Linked DNA regions of Gossypium hirsutum: region 2 is linked to region 1. The links are chromatin contacts, called in public Hi-C maps. All regions are on one chromosome and are shown on one strand. Each heading gives the region's core, a stretch centred on a gene start, on an enhancer-like site or on the middle of the called end of the contact. The rest is flanking DNA. Distances are from core to core; before and after follow the strand shown. Region 1 holds the start of LOC107918301 (Golgi apparatus membrane protein-like protein ECHIDNA). Region 2 holds the start of LOC107910605.

What was found. A called contact is a pair of places that touch in the nucleus more often than the background predicts.
Region 2: a contact with region 1 is called in a Hi-C map of leaf, with 3 times the contacts expected there. The contact joins the promoter of LOC107910605 here to the promoter of LOC107918301 in region 1. A contact is called at or near these places in 2 of 34 Hi-C or Micro-C datasets (hypocotyl and leaf).

What each region holds. Positions count from the first base shown.
Region 1 is chrD08:47,136,323-47,143,585 of Gossypium_hirsutum_v2.1, forward strand. LOC107918301 (Golgi apparatus membrane protein-like protein ECHIDNA) reads right to left here and starts at 5,836. Exons shown (of 6, transcript XM_016847831.2): 1 at 5,718-5,836; 2 at 5,536-5,592; 3 at 5,246-5,449; 4 at 5,097-5,156; 5 at 4,849-4,975; 6 at 3,550-3,916. The coding sequence starts at 5,732. The coding sequence ends at 3,828. LOC107910654 (transcription factor MYB108) reads right to left here and starts at 2,604. Exons shown (of 3, transcript XM_016838594.2): 1 at 2,299-2,604; 2 at 2,073-2,202; 3 at 1,255-1,965. The coding sequence starts at 2,458. The coding sequence ends at 1,452.
Region 2 is chrD08:47,507,860-47,514,902 of Gossypium_hirsutum_v2.1, forward strand. LOC107910605 reads left to right here and starts at 3,156. Exons shown (of 8, transcript XM_016838511.2): 1 at 3,156-3,948; 2 at 4,774-4,807; 3 at 4,911-5,123; 4 at 5,203-5,292; 5 at 5,406-5,471; 6 at 5,553-5,644; 7 at 5,743-5,790; 8 at 5,907-6,084. The coding sequence starts at 3,608. The coding sequence ends at 6,024.

The DNA of each region.
Region 1 (7,263 bases), core at 4,586-7,085:
ACGTAAGTAATATAATTAAGATAATAACAGTATTTTTATAATATGTTAATTAATTAGTTTAGCTTAGTTGGTTAAGATGCTTGCTCTTTTCCCTTAGAACCTTGATTTAAATCTTAACAAGTACAATTTTTTTTGAATCAATTAACTCTTCAATATTACATCAATAGCAACAAGTACAAAAAAGATTCAAAATTGTTACCAACAATTTCCTGGCGCGTATCCTAACATCGCGCTGACGTGGACGCGATTTCGCGGAAAACAGACCATTCCGGTAAATAATTACATAAATGGCTCATTTTGGTAAATTTTGAAAAAAAAGACTTTTTTTGGTAATTTGCCCGGTAAATTCTCTTAAAACCAGTCTCATTTAATTTTATCAAATTAAAAAAAATAAGAATTAAGCAGTGGATGCATTATTTTATTTTATATTCTTACAAGTTTAATCAATCATAATAAATTATCAAATCAAATTAATTAATTTATCATGCGTTATTAAATTCAAGTAATCAATTTATAAATTTATGATGTTTCAAATTCATAGTAGCATATTTAATTAACGAATTTAATAGTTTAATGAATCGATATTTTAATTTCACTCATCTAAGATTATTTTTATTTAATAAAAAATGATTAATAGATTTTCTTTCAATTGAAATTTAAATATTTTATCGAGATAGTATTTTAATAAAAATTATTTTTATTTAATAAATTATAATTAATAGACTTACTTTTATGAAATAACTATAATTTTAATTTACTTAACATTTTTGACAATATTTTCTTATAGATGTGAAAAACTGTTATAGAAAGTTAAAATAAAGTATAAAAATCGATTCTACTTAAAAATTTACTATTATAGCGAAATGCTATTATAACAAATGACTATTATAGAGAGAGCTGACTGCAATTTCATTTGTTAAAATTTTGGTTTGCTTTGGTTATTCTATGTTTTGGTCTGTTTTGATTAATACCAACTTATATTGGTGTATAACAACTCGTAGAAATATTAATAATTTAAATCGGTTAGTTTAAATCAACTTTTAACTTTTATTAAATTAAAATTTATATATAATTCAAGAATATAAATAATCATGACTTGAACAGAGCGGTAATTAAAATTCTTGTTATTGCCATCCTCTATCCCTAATATTGTATAAAAAAGACACGGTCGTAATTTTGCTTCTAATATTACCATCTTTTTTACTAAAAGAGAAAGAGGTTGAATGCTCTAACAAGGAGAATGAAAGAACAAAATTGATTAATTGAAATGGTATAGAAGCATATTGTAATGCTATAAATCTCTATCAACCAGATATTGTTGGGTGATTCATTTACATTACTTCAAATTTTGTGGTGTTTACTGTTAGATAGCCTCTCTAGACTGTAAGTAGCAAATTAATGGCGAAAATGTTTTAAGATATATAAAACTTTAATATTATACGTCACGTAAGCTAATTCAAATCATCGTCATCATAAAGCTGCTGTCTTAGGAACCAAATATCCTCTTCATTCCACACACTCTCCATCGAATCTCCACCGTCCGTCGCCTCAATTTCAACCCCACCCCATGTTCCCGCTATTGTATTTCCTGAACCCGACCCGTTTTGTAAGCTATTCGGGTATTTTGAATTGGTCAGGTCTGAAACGGAAGAGACTTGGGCGTCCAGGGAATCTGATGAAGTGCCTGATAACTCGGGCAAGAGTCTCGGGTCAACTCGGACCGAACCGATCGTATCTGCGTAGGTGGTGGTGGTGGAGGAGGATTGTTGAGCCGAGTGGGATCCGGATGAAGAGCAGATTTGTTCGACCAGACGAGGGATCCAAACGTACCGCATGGCGTCCCTGAATTGCTTGCTGTTAACGTCGCATTTAAGCTGTTTCGCCTGTTTTTGGACTCTGGTTCTCCAATAGTTCTTTATCTCATTGTCTGTCCTTCCAGGCAAGTGTTGTGCAATTTTAGACCATCTTCATGATCAAAACCAGATCCAAGTTAGCACAAAAAACCCATTCATATATGAAAATTTAAGGAATGATGAAAGCAAAATTGGGGTTTTTAAGTAAAAAACACAAACCTGTTGCCCCATTGAGAATGGAGTTGAAGAATCAATAGCTGTTCTTGGAGACTAATGTTCCCACGTCTCACTTCCGGTCTCAAATAGTTCAGCCATCTTAATCTACAGCTTTTGCCGGTTCTTTTCAATCCTGGACCAATTCATTTCGTTTCATTTTCAGTATCACAAAAAAGAAATCATGTGCAGAAGAGATGCATAGAAGGCTTAAAATTCTTGGGTTTTATACCTGATAAGCGAGCAACTGAGTTCCAGCGACCTTCGCCATGGATATTAACATAAGCTTTAAGCGTGAAGTCTTCTTCTTCAGTCCATGGACCTTTCTTTACGTCCATATCTTCTTCACTTTGTGGGGTTTCAGATATGAAACCAGTCTCGTAAACATTCATTTCTGAGCTGAAAAGAAACAGGCTTTGTTTTTTTTCCGATGAAGAAACCAAAAAGGATAGAGAGGGATTTGATTTGTGACTTTGGGTTGATTCGAGCCAAGGGGATTCATTTATATAGGGGGAGTTTGGACTGACTACCAAAAAGAAAAACAATGATGTTTTTTTTATTTTTTATTTTTGATGAAGAAGAGAAACCAGGGGCATGTGTGTGTGATGAAAAAGTAGAAATTGCAACGACCCATTTGTGAATTTTCTATTTGGGGTTTGACTGTCTGACTTTTCCATGTCTTATGTTTTGGTCTCGTACACGCACAATTGGACAGAATGTTTGAATATGAACTATGAAGACCAAACACTATTCTACGGGGATAAAAAAGGTAGTTTCTTTCTTTTTCAAAACGAGGACAAGTTGTGTTGTTTTATTATTACATAGATCCAATATTTTCAACGTGTTCTGCTGTGGTTGCAACATGTGAAGATGATGAAAATGGTCAATCAAAATTTGTATTATTTGTGACCGACCATGTAATGCTATTTCTCCTCCTCCTTTGTGTCTAAAACTAGAAGTAGATCTTCTCTTTCTTGTGGGGTTTTAAACTACCATTTCATCAACAGTTAAAAGAGCATATGGCGCTGATAACATAAATTGATCCATTTTAAGATTTTATTTTGTTTAAACTCATGACCTTAGATTCATGCGCAATCAGGATACCATTTGAATTATGTGGTATTCTGGTTGCCCTTCAATCTTTAACCATCATCAATTCAAACTACTTTTCATGCACTCTTATTTTTAACTAGTTATGAATTTCCACTACATGTCAAGTGGTGATTCTCACTCGTCAACAATTTAGAGGTATTTGTAGAATTTTTTTAAGAGTCAAGGGACAAATTTTTAATTGTGTTGTTAGGTTTTAGATTCAAGAAAAAGAAAGAGAGTTTGGTGAGCAGAGGAAAGTCAATTTGGTAGCTGTTGCAGATTGTGACTCATAGATGTAATTTTCATTTTTCTTCTGCAAATGGTGTGCTCACAGAAATTGTTTTGGTTAAGAATATAGAATTATGTGAAGAAACCCAATTTAGCAATAATGTAGTGAGGAAGTTTGGTGTGATTAAAACAGATATAATCCCCACCAAGTCGATCAAATTTCTCTTTCAACTACATGTATCTGTTATACTGATTTATGTTGTAAAATTTATTACAATAAGTTTAGGAGAATACATATTTCTAATTCCTTTTCTTTTCTTTTTTTTTTATTCTATGATTAAAAACAAAAATACATTATGAATTCATTGTTTTTCAGTGCCTAGAAGTTAAAGAAACCTTGGCAATAAAATTTTGATAAAATCTGTTTGCAGCTCAGACAACTTACACCAAGCTAAATGCTGACTGTAGTGTAGATGAAAAACGAGAAGCAATGGTCCTAGAGGCAAACGCCTGAATCTTGTTCTTGGCATCTGAATTTATTATAAAGAGGAAAAAAGAAAATCTTGTAAGATAATAGAAATGATATAAACTGTAGCTGAGAATTGGCTTCACAGGTTTAGGTTAGATTAAGGTTAAGGGATTAAAGATCCCACCCATCCACTCAAAGCTAAATTTGTGTGGATTTCAAGTTAATTAGCATGAAGTCTAAGGTTCGATAACTTTATTTGAAAACCCTTCTTCCTTCCGATCCCATTTTGTATAAAAAAAATCAGCTCACCTTCAATCCAAATGAACAAATAAGCCAATAAAACCCAACTTTAACCAAACCCATGATTTGAGGTGATCTTAGTATCATTTTCTCTGTTTTAGGCTTGCATTTCTATTTACAAGTTTGCTCCAAGCCTGTTAGTATAAGATCTAAAGTTTGAACGGGCCGATGAAGCCACAGTTAGAGTGGTAAAGTTGTTGTTCGTTGGCATCATAGACCTGGGTTCGAGTCTTGGGTCACCTATACGCTCCTCTCCTTGGTTTGTAATGATCAAACCAAAAAAAAAAAAAAAAAAAGCCTTAGCTCAACCTAGTCTCTATGTGTATGAGCCAGTGAGAGCAAATTAATAACCTTAACCTCTACCCTACATACTCTTGGTCTCTTGGACTGGCAAAGCTGGGCAGACCCATTCATGCACTCAGGGCTGTTAGACAGCTAGAGATAACTATAGTTTATAATGGTTTGCATTCAAACAATAACACAAATTGTTGGATGGCATGTTGTAGCTTATTTCATTAACAAAAAACTTTGACTAGATATGCTTCAAGAGCCTTGCAAAATCCACCTAAACCAAGCTAATGACATGGACTGCCATGGTGTGTGATCTAAATATATCACCCTTTAGCTTTTTTTTCGACACGATTTATCGTCCTACAAGAATTACTATAAATCTGAAACGGCGGAATCTCATACCTTTACGACATTTGGTGAATCCGATGATATTGGCAATGGCAAGGCTCAAACAAACTCCCACAACTAGGAGATAATCAACTTCAAGTCTAACCAATGAAAATATCCCAAAGATGGTCCAAGCAACTGCCTGAATAGAAAAAAAAGGACGAGAAAGTAAGAAATGTTAAAACTTGAAAGCATATCAGAGTGAAAGCATTGCAAATTCATCAGCAAGTGACTTCCAATCCATTGTCGCAATAATTACTTACATTAAGATACAATGTCCACCAAAATAACCAAGAATCCTTTTGGTTAATACGAGCTAAGGACTGCATAGAGGGGGGGGGGTTAAAAACAATGTCAAACAATGGAATTTGCAAATGAAGAGATCGGGGTAACCAAAATGTAAAGGACAAACCTCGTGGTCAAGGCACTCAAATCTCCATATGCTCTCACCTTGCTCATTTATTTCATTCCACCACCTAAGCCCCACCAAGATACGGCCGCTAACATTCTTGACCACCCAAAAATCAAGTGCAGCAAGCACGACGGTGATCACAAAGATGATAACAAAACTATCCGCAAACAGCGTTGAAAGCATGTAAAATGCCAAAGCCGAGGCCTGTCCGAAAAGACACTATACATCAACCAGGGGGAAATGAAATCATGCAATTCTCGAAACCAGCACAAAATTATCACAGCAATCACCTTGAAGAGGACGTGAAAGAAGCATGTTTTGGGATTGGCATAGTTTTCTTCTACGGGCTGTCATGTAATAGATGAAAAACATATACGTAAATAACAAGAAACCCGAATCTAAAATGTTATGATCTGAGAAATTAGATGGCATGAAAGTCTTTTTAAGTTTGGGTTTAGGGGGGGAATTTTACCTGGCTTAGATCCATGAATGAGATGAATATTCAAATGTAAACTGTAATAGTCCTTTTCTTTTGTATGGATTATAGACAAATTCAGAGATTTTGATAGAACAAGTTTGTAGGGAAGGGGGGTGGGTCTGTGCTTTGGCTCATTTCGCTCCTATAAAATTTCCCTCGTTCTCGCACGAAACGTTGTTTATTTTTCAACAAAGTGGACCTTTGGGAGAGGGGGGGGGGGCACGGGGGTTTGAGACAGTCACTTTGTTCATTGGACTGAGTCGAGTAGCGATTTAGATAGCGCGAAATTGGTTCTGAATTGGGTCTAACTTTTTGGCACCAGATAAATGCAGGCCTGCCTATGTCCGTAAGGATGGGGCTTTTACTAATCAGCTTTGCATTAAATTATACAGAGTTCAGTTCAGGTATAAATCGAATCATAATCATAACAGTCTAACTTATAATTTGGGGCTTATTTTTCTTTTGTCAAATAACTTAATTATTTAGTGGAGGAGATCTTTGGTTTAATAATAATTTGGGTTTAATTATTTGTGAGTTTGGTCCTATTTATGCTATTGAGTTTGTCATATTGACATTTCGGTCCATATTTATTTCGTTGAATTGACAGTTGAGTTTTATAATTGAATTTGAGTGCAATTATTTGTAAATATTTGTATGATATGACTAGTGTAATTGGTGCACTTCAATTATTTGCACCAATTTTTATAAGCAGCGTTTTAAAAGTCACCTAGTAATTGAGATTGAGTGTATTTATTTATAATTACACATGTGCGGCATGTTTGAGTAATCATTATAATTAGTGGATCTCACAAAATTAAGTGTAATTGGAGCACCCTAATTACATTATACAATTCTTAGGAGTAGGTTGGTATGGTGAGTGATAATGTGCCCAATTGACATATTTATGGTGCTTAATTTTGATAAATTCTTAAATGAGGTGCTACTAATTTTGGGTTTATTATTTAATTTTTGATTAGGTGCAAAAACAAACCAAAAAATTCAATTGGGTTGTTGTAAAAGTTTTGGATAAAAAAAATTGATAGATAATGATCTATTTTGAAAACTTTTATCTTGAGATTTATTTGTAAAAAACATCTAATTTTTCATTAGAACAATATTTTGATTTTTTAGTATTTTATCTTTAGAATAATTTTTTGATTTTTTAGTATTTTATTTTTTTATCTTTAATATTAGATTAAATTAAAGAATTCAAATAGGATTAAGTACATATATGTGCATCGGAGGGTGCGCCCCTGTGCTTGGAATTTCCATTTGAACTGAAGTTTCAGTTCCTTTCTTTTTCATTTTTGTTCTTTATTCTTGTCCGCGCCATATTGTGTCAAGTCCCTTTCAATTTCTTTTTTTCCCTTTATTTTTAATTAATCTTTATTATACCTCTAATATAAATTTACTATCTTGATGTTATGAGTATGAAACATATGAAGTTAGTTGGTTAAGGTAGTTATCTAGTTGTTAGACTAGCTTGTTATTTATGGTATTTTTGGTATGTAAGCATGGCTACATTAAATAGCCAATGTGT
Region 2 (7,043 bases), core at 1,906-4,405, 370 kb after region 1:
GAAATAAATAGTTTAAATTCCTTCATGTATAGATACACCTTATCTGTATGACTTATTTTATGGAATAATGTGAATAATGTTACTTTTTGGGGATTACCTCTATGTTTATTTACTCTATAAGTTAGTGAACTAAAGTAATTTGTTCCTAAAATTGTGAATTTATAATGCATCATTCTTAGGTTGTATGGTAGAATGATTAGCTATAATGTACATACCTATCAATTGGTTGTCAAGTCTCTTCATTGTTCAATATTCGTGTATTTTGCATGTGCTAGTGTTGTAAGTGTTTGCTTGAGGACAAGTAAAAACTTAACTGTGAGGAAGTTTGATCTGGCGTAATTTGATACGTCAAATTAGGCTCTCCATAACACTCAGGGAACTTATTCTCAAGCAATTTATGAGTCTTTTACATACTTTTTTTGATTTTTAGTATTTATCATTAATAATCATTATTGTTTAGTTTTTTTCCTTTTGAGACCCAAATTGGTAAAATGGTGTCATAGGAAACCTAATGGTGTGTTCGAGTTGGTGTAAGGAGAGACGATAAGGGCCCGACCTTGAGGAAAACAATATTCAACATGGGTGTCGTGACATTCACGTTATGGGAGTCGCGACACCGATTCTTTTACCTTGAGGATGCAAAACTTCAACAAGATATCAATCTGGTTGCGGACTGTTGACAGAGTTGCGACAATGAGGGTGTGGCGACGCGGCATCAAGCTCAAAGTCCCGACACCAAGCTTCCAAGTCACAATATCATAAGGTTGTTGAAGTGGAGAAATCATAGGCACCAATAGATATGTTGTAACACCAGCTAGTGGATGTTGTAACATCGAAAACCCCCAGAGCTACACTTGTGCCATTATTGAGGGTGTCACGACACTGAAGCCTAGATGTCGCGACACCATTGCCTGACGAGGTGAAAATTGTTGCAAGGGTAATATTTTGTCCAACACAAACCCAAGTCAACACACATTTTAAGGGTAATTTTGTCAAAGTTAAGGTTGAATTTCTCAGCTGTTTAAAGACTTTTTTTCTATCAACTAGAGGAGCCAACTTTTCTTTCATCTATTTAGCTTAGTTGTTAGTTTCTTCTCCATTTCTAGGTTTAGGTCATTTACTTTTTTTTAATTTAATTGGTGTGGTTAGTAGTTTAGTTAGTTTTTACTGTAGCCTTTTCATTTCCTTTGCAATTCAACACTTAAACTTTGTATTTGATTTTACTTCAAATCCTTCAATATATTTCAGTTATATTTATTTTTCAAAGCATAAAAAGCTTGAGTTTAGTTGTGTTTCCACCTCCATTGTTGTTGTCATCTTCATAATTGACCTTAATAATTAATATAATTTTATGTTATTATTTAAAATAAAAATAAATGATAATTCTTTATTTTTTTTTAAAAAATGTATTCATAAGCATTGCATACTTGTATTAAAAATTATTAATAGAAAAAGTAATTAATAATATTTTTATATTAAATTATAAAGTGACATTAATTTAATATAAAATTTTAATATTGTAATTATATATATATTTATTAATTATTAAAATCTATAAATTTAAAGTTTAATGATAATATAATAATATAGTATATAACTATTACCAAAACCGATTACCTAACCTGATATATTAAATTTGTATATTACTAATGCATAAAATAATAATATACATAACTATTACTAAAAATATTAATACATGTGACTAATATTAATACATAAAATAATAAAATGATATTGTAATGTTTAGTCATCGATGCATATATATAAACTATAAATATATGATATGATATGATATAGCTTTATATAATATACTAGGAAAGCTAACTTTCAAATGTATGAAAAGTATAGAGACTTAGAGCATATTTCAACAAGAATAATAATAAACAATAAGTAATATATAATGTACTACTATTATATATAACTATTATTATAATATAGATTATAATAAAAAATATAGTGTTACATGATATTGTAATGGTTAATCATTTATGCATATATATAAACTATTAATATATTATACACTATATGATATGATATAACATATATAATATAGTAAGAGAGCTAACTTTCAAATGTAGGAAAAGTATAGGGACTTAGAGCATATTCTAACCAATATAATAAACAACAATAATATATGATAATAATTAATATATTATGTACTACTCTACTATTATAGTATGTGATATAGTTTTATAATGAAATAATATATTTTATAAGTATTAATATATATTTATAACTATTATCATATTATAGATTATAATAAAATATATAACATCAATAGTTCTATGTAATTTAGTATATTAAAATACATGTTTATAACTACAACTAGCAATACATAAAATATTATTAAAAGTTTAATATATTAATAAATATTATTTTTATTAAATTAGATTTTGAATTAGACATTAACTTTTACAAATTGTATTTGGGTATTTTGGACTTGAGATTTGGGCTACAATTTTTTTTTTTTGAGTTTTGGCAATAATGAATATATTATTTGGGTTTGGACTTACTATACTATAATTTTGTTTTGAAATAAATATTTTAGAATATGAGTATTACGTAAATTTAATAAGAAAGATAAAAAAAAGTACTCAATTGTCAATATAATATAATCATGAACAATAAAATATATTTTCATTAATTCATATAATATCATAGAATAATCAATTTTACACACGATAAGTACTTTAATTATTTTATACAAAATAATTTTATTAAATATATATAATTTATGTTTTTATAAGGTAAATTTGAATTACATTGTCATCGTATAATAGTAAAATGAATTGTTACATTTGAAATTAAAATATTTATAACTTATAAAATTTAAAATTATTTGAATCCATCAAAACCGTCCAACTTGATCTGAGTTTGAATACGAAAAAATTTGAGTTCGAAAGAACCCGAATCAAAAAAAATTCGAACCCAAAACAATCTGAATCCGAATGGATCCAAATGCAAAAAAAAAAAGTTTGAATTGAAAATAAACTCAATCTAAACCTACTAGTTTGCGAAATGCATCAAATACTTTTTCTAAAAGAAAATCAGGCAACTCAATCGATTATCAACTTATATATATTTATATTTTCATTTGATTATGGTTAAACTCGCAAATCAAGGGGTAGTCTAATAATCAGAGTTCATTGCTTTTTAGTAAATGGAATTGCTTGTGCATTAAGTTTATATTGAACATAACTAATGAACCTTAGAGACTAGAAATAAAGGCATTTTAATTCATGCTACAAGGTTAGCAGCTGAAGTAATTTATTCCAAACTTTCAACCTAATCTTGCTTAAAATATTAATCTGCAGCAAGCAGACTCCCCCCTTGTCAAATTCAACAACTGTCCATTATATTTTAAAAACATTTTTGTGGTAAACATGTTTCCAAGACTCAAACCAGACAGTCAAAACTACCATTCTCCTACCAAAACCCGACAGCTAAATCTCCGCCTAAACCACTAAACAAATTTTCTACTCTCCCACATCTTAATGACACCGATGAAAGTCACTACATACCCTTCTTCCTCGAAGCTTTAACATCCCTCGTCTTTTCTTTTGCAGCAGACACTGGTCCAAAACACCCTCTGCCTGGGGTCTGGACCATGGCGCTAGTAGTCTATTGGTACGATTGCATTTGTTTCGGCATTGTGGCGGCTGCCTTCCTTGGGTCTTTATGGGTTTTATGGAGAAAAGAAGCTGCATCTAGATGCGAGGACGATAGCGTATACGAGAGTCTGCTAGCGGCTCAACAGGATGCCGATGGGTTCGTACATGCCACACCCACCGCTCACGTTGGCTCCAACCAGCTATGGACCAGTTGTTGGAAAGGGGTGCACCCTGGATGGCTAGTGTTGACTCGTTTTGTTTCGTTTGCAGCGTTGGCCGGATTCTTGTCGTGGGACATAGTCGATTGGGATGCTTCCATCTTCGTCTACTACACCGAGTAAGTATATACCTCCGGGCTCCATGTTTATAAGTGTGTGTTTCTTACAGTCCAATTGCATGGGCCAGATAATCTGAAACAACCAAATTGGGCCTATAAAATTCTAAGGTTACCAAGTCAACTTCCGTAACTTACAACTACCTATCATTGTTGTCTTTGATCACCAAAAGAGCATACAATCTTCCTTGTCTGAGACAGATCTGGGAAAACCCCGATCATTTTTCTCATATTCCCAACTTATTTACCCGTCCGAAATCTTCCTCTCCTTAATTCGAAATGTCGGATTCGAACGATGAAGGCTTGGGGTACTGGCTCAGGTGGCAAGTACCAGTGTGTGCATTAATCATCGTTTCCCCATCTGTCTTAGCTTCATATAGCATCAATAAAGTTAAAACAGACCCGTTATTTTTCAATCATTTTTGGAAGCCACAGTGGAGAAACTTAAATCCCTGTTGGCTTCTATGTTATAGAGCTTTTGCTTTTATATGCACGGCTCGGATACTGTGTGAGGTTATTGCCTCTGAGGGAGGAGCTTTTGCTTTCTATTTCTACACTCAGTAAGATCATCTCCAAACTTGCCTTCTTGTTCTTGCTTTTCCATTCTTTAATCTAAGAACACTAAATGATCACATATTTGCTTCTTCTTCTTCTTCTTCTTTTTATTTTTTTACATTAACGCTTTGAAGACTTTTCCTTCATTCTTAAGTTGTACATTTTTTACCAACAAGTTTTTTACTATTTTTCCTTCTTTCTTTTTTTTCTGAGAATGTAAAATACTAAAATTCCACAGCCTTTAGCTAATCTGGTGATGCAACAAATCTGCAGGTGGACATTTGCATTGGTTATGGTCTATTTTGGGGTATGTAAAGATTAAAATAAAATTGAACCCCGTTTCTCCTATTATCTTCTTTTCATGTATATGACCTTCTTAAAAATTAACATATAATATGCCCAATATGTAGCTGGGGACTGTCATTTCTGCTTATGGGTGTTGGGTGTGCTTAAATACTCCTCTGCCTGAAAATGGTGCAAGGGCTGAGTTTCTGAAAAGTGATGTGGAAGAGAGTAGAACTGAAAACTCTGTAACTTATAAGGAAAACAATGTGAGGGATAAAATCAGGTTGCAGAGTCAAAGGGCAGGATTTTGGGGATATCTTATGCAAACTATATATCAGGTCAGTCTTAAAGGCCTATAATATCAGGTCTGTCTTTCCCTGTAGGCAGCTAATTTACTCACTTTTGCTTCATCTGCAGACTTGTGCCGGAGCTGTCATCCTGACGGACATTGTATTTTGGTGCGTCATCGTCCCGTTTTTATCAAACTCGCACCTTGGCCTTAACACGGTGGGATTGAACTTCATTTATTTCATCTCTTCTTATGGAAATGTATTAAGCAATAATGGTTACATAATGTTGTAATTCTAGTAAGTAATTCCTGTTTATTTCTTCCTTCACAGTTAATGGGCTGCATGCACACTTTGAATGCTGTGTTCCTTATCCTAGATACCCTTCTTAATAGCCTTGTAAGTTTTGCACCGTCCCCAAACTGCTTCCACACTTGACAAGTTATGGAACTAATGGAATCTCATATTTTATTGTGTCAGCCATTTTCTTGGTTCCGGCTTGCATATTTCGTTCAATGGAGCTGTCTGTATGTTGTTTTCCAATGGGTTCTTCATGCCTGCGGTTTTACATGGTACGTATCGTTCTTTTCTCGATTCTAGTCGTCGGTAAGATTTACCGGTTTCTTCATGTTTCGGGTTTGAGTACTAACATATGCTGCAACTTTCCTAGGTGGCCATATCCTTTCCTGGAGCTTAATACGCCATGGGCTCCTTTATGGTAATGTGACGAGCTAACACTGTTCAATTTGTTTTCCGTCCCTGTTTAGAGTGAGAAAAAAAAAAGCATGTTAATACAAGAGTCTGATGAATGCCAAATTCTTTCCATTTGTATAGGTACTTTGCCCTGGCTCTGGTTCATATCCCCTGCTATGGAATGTATGCACTTATTGTAAAAGCAAAAAATTCGATCCTCCCAAGATTGTTCCCTCATGCTTTTGTTAGATCATACTAGTTTTATTTCTTTGTTTCAAATCAACTGGTTTTGTTTATGGTAAATTTTGTTTTGGATGTATGCTTTCTTTCCCTTTTTTTTTTTGGTATATGAAGAAGGGGATCTCATTCCTCATATTCATTCCCTTTCTAGGTTGTGATCTTTGCACGTTTCTTTATTCTAGACTCATCATCTGGTTTGATATTTAATTTTAATTTAATTTGTTGATGTGATTATATCAACTTCAAAATTGTAAATAGTAAAGATGGTTGCGAAAATAAGATGAAATTGATTGAATCACTTGTTAAACAGTTTAATTAATAACTTGTGTTTCAAACACATAACTGGAACACTGATAAAATACATTAAAAACAACCAATAGGGCACGGTTGGAATACGTGTATCAAGCTATCATTTTTACAAGAATTATTTTTTTGTGTAAAAGAATTACAAGCACATAAATCTTGAGATATAATAAAATCATTTTGAATGGATTAAAATAATTGACACTTATTTGTAGGAAACTTAGATAGAAAAAAAAAAGTTAAAAATATATAAAATAAGAATTTTTCTTTTGTAATTTGTATTTTTTTAATTGTCTTCTTTTTGAATTTCTTACTAATTATTAATCAATTATGTTTATAACAGGCCAAATTCATCCGGCCCAAACCCAAACAAAACAAACTGAAAGAACAATTAAAACAAAAAATAAATAAAAGTTCATTAACAGTCCAAATTACAAGCCCAGGACTCAATTTATTAACCTAAACCCTTAAGCCCAATAAACCAACAACCCAAAAGTCCAAAACCTAAAAAAAAGAAAAAACCCCAAAGTCCCCTTCAGCATCACTCCCTCGCCACGTCAGCAGGCGTGCCATCTGAGGCCTGACACCTACTCATCAATGCCACCACGACCTGCAAAAACAGAGAAACAGAGGCAAAGAAGCAGAGAAAAGAAGAAAAGAAGAAAAAATATAATATTATTTTGTAATAGATTTCAACTATAAAAGCTGAAAATGAATTGTAACCAAAAAAAAATT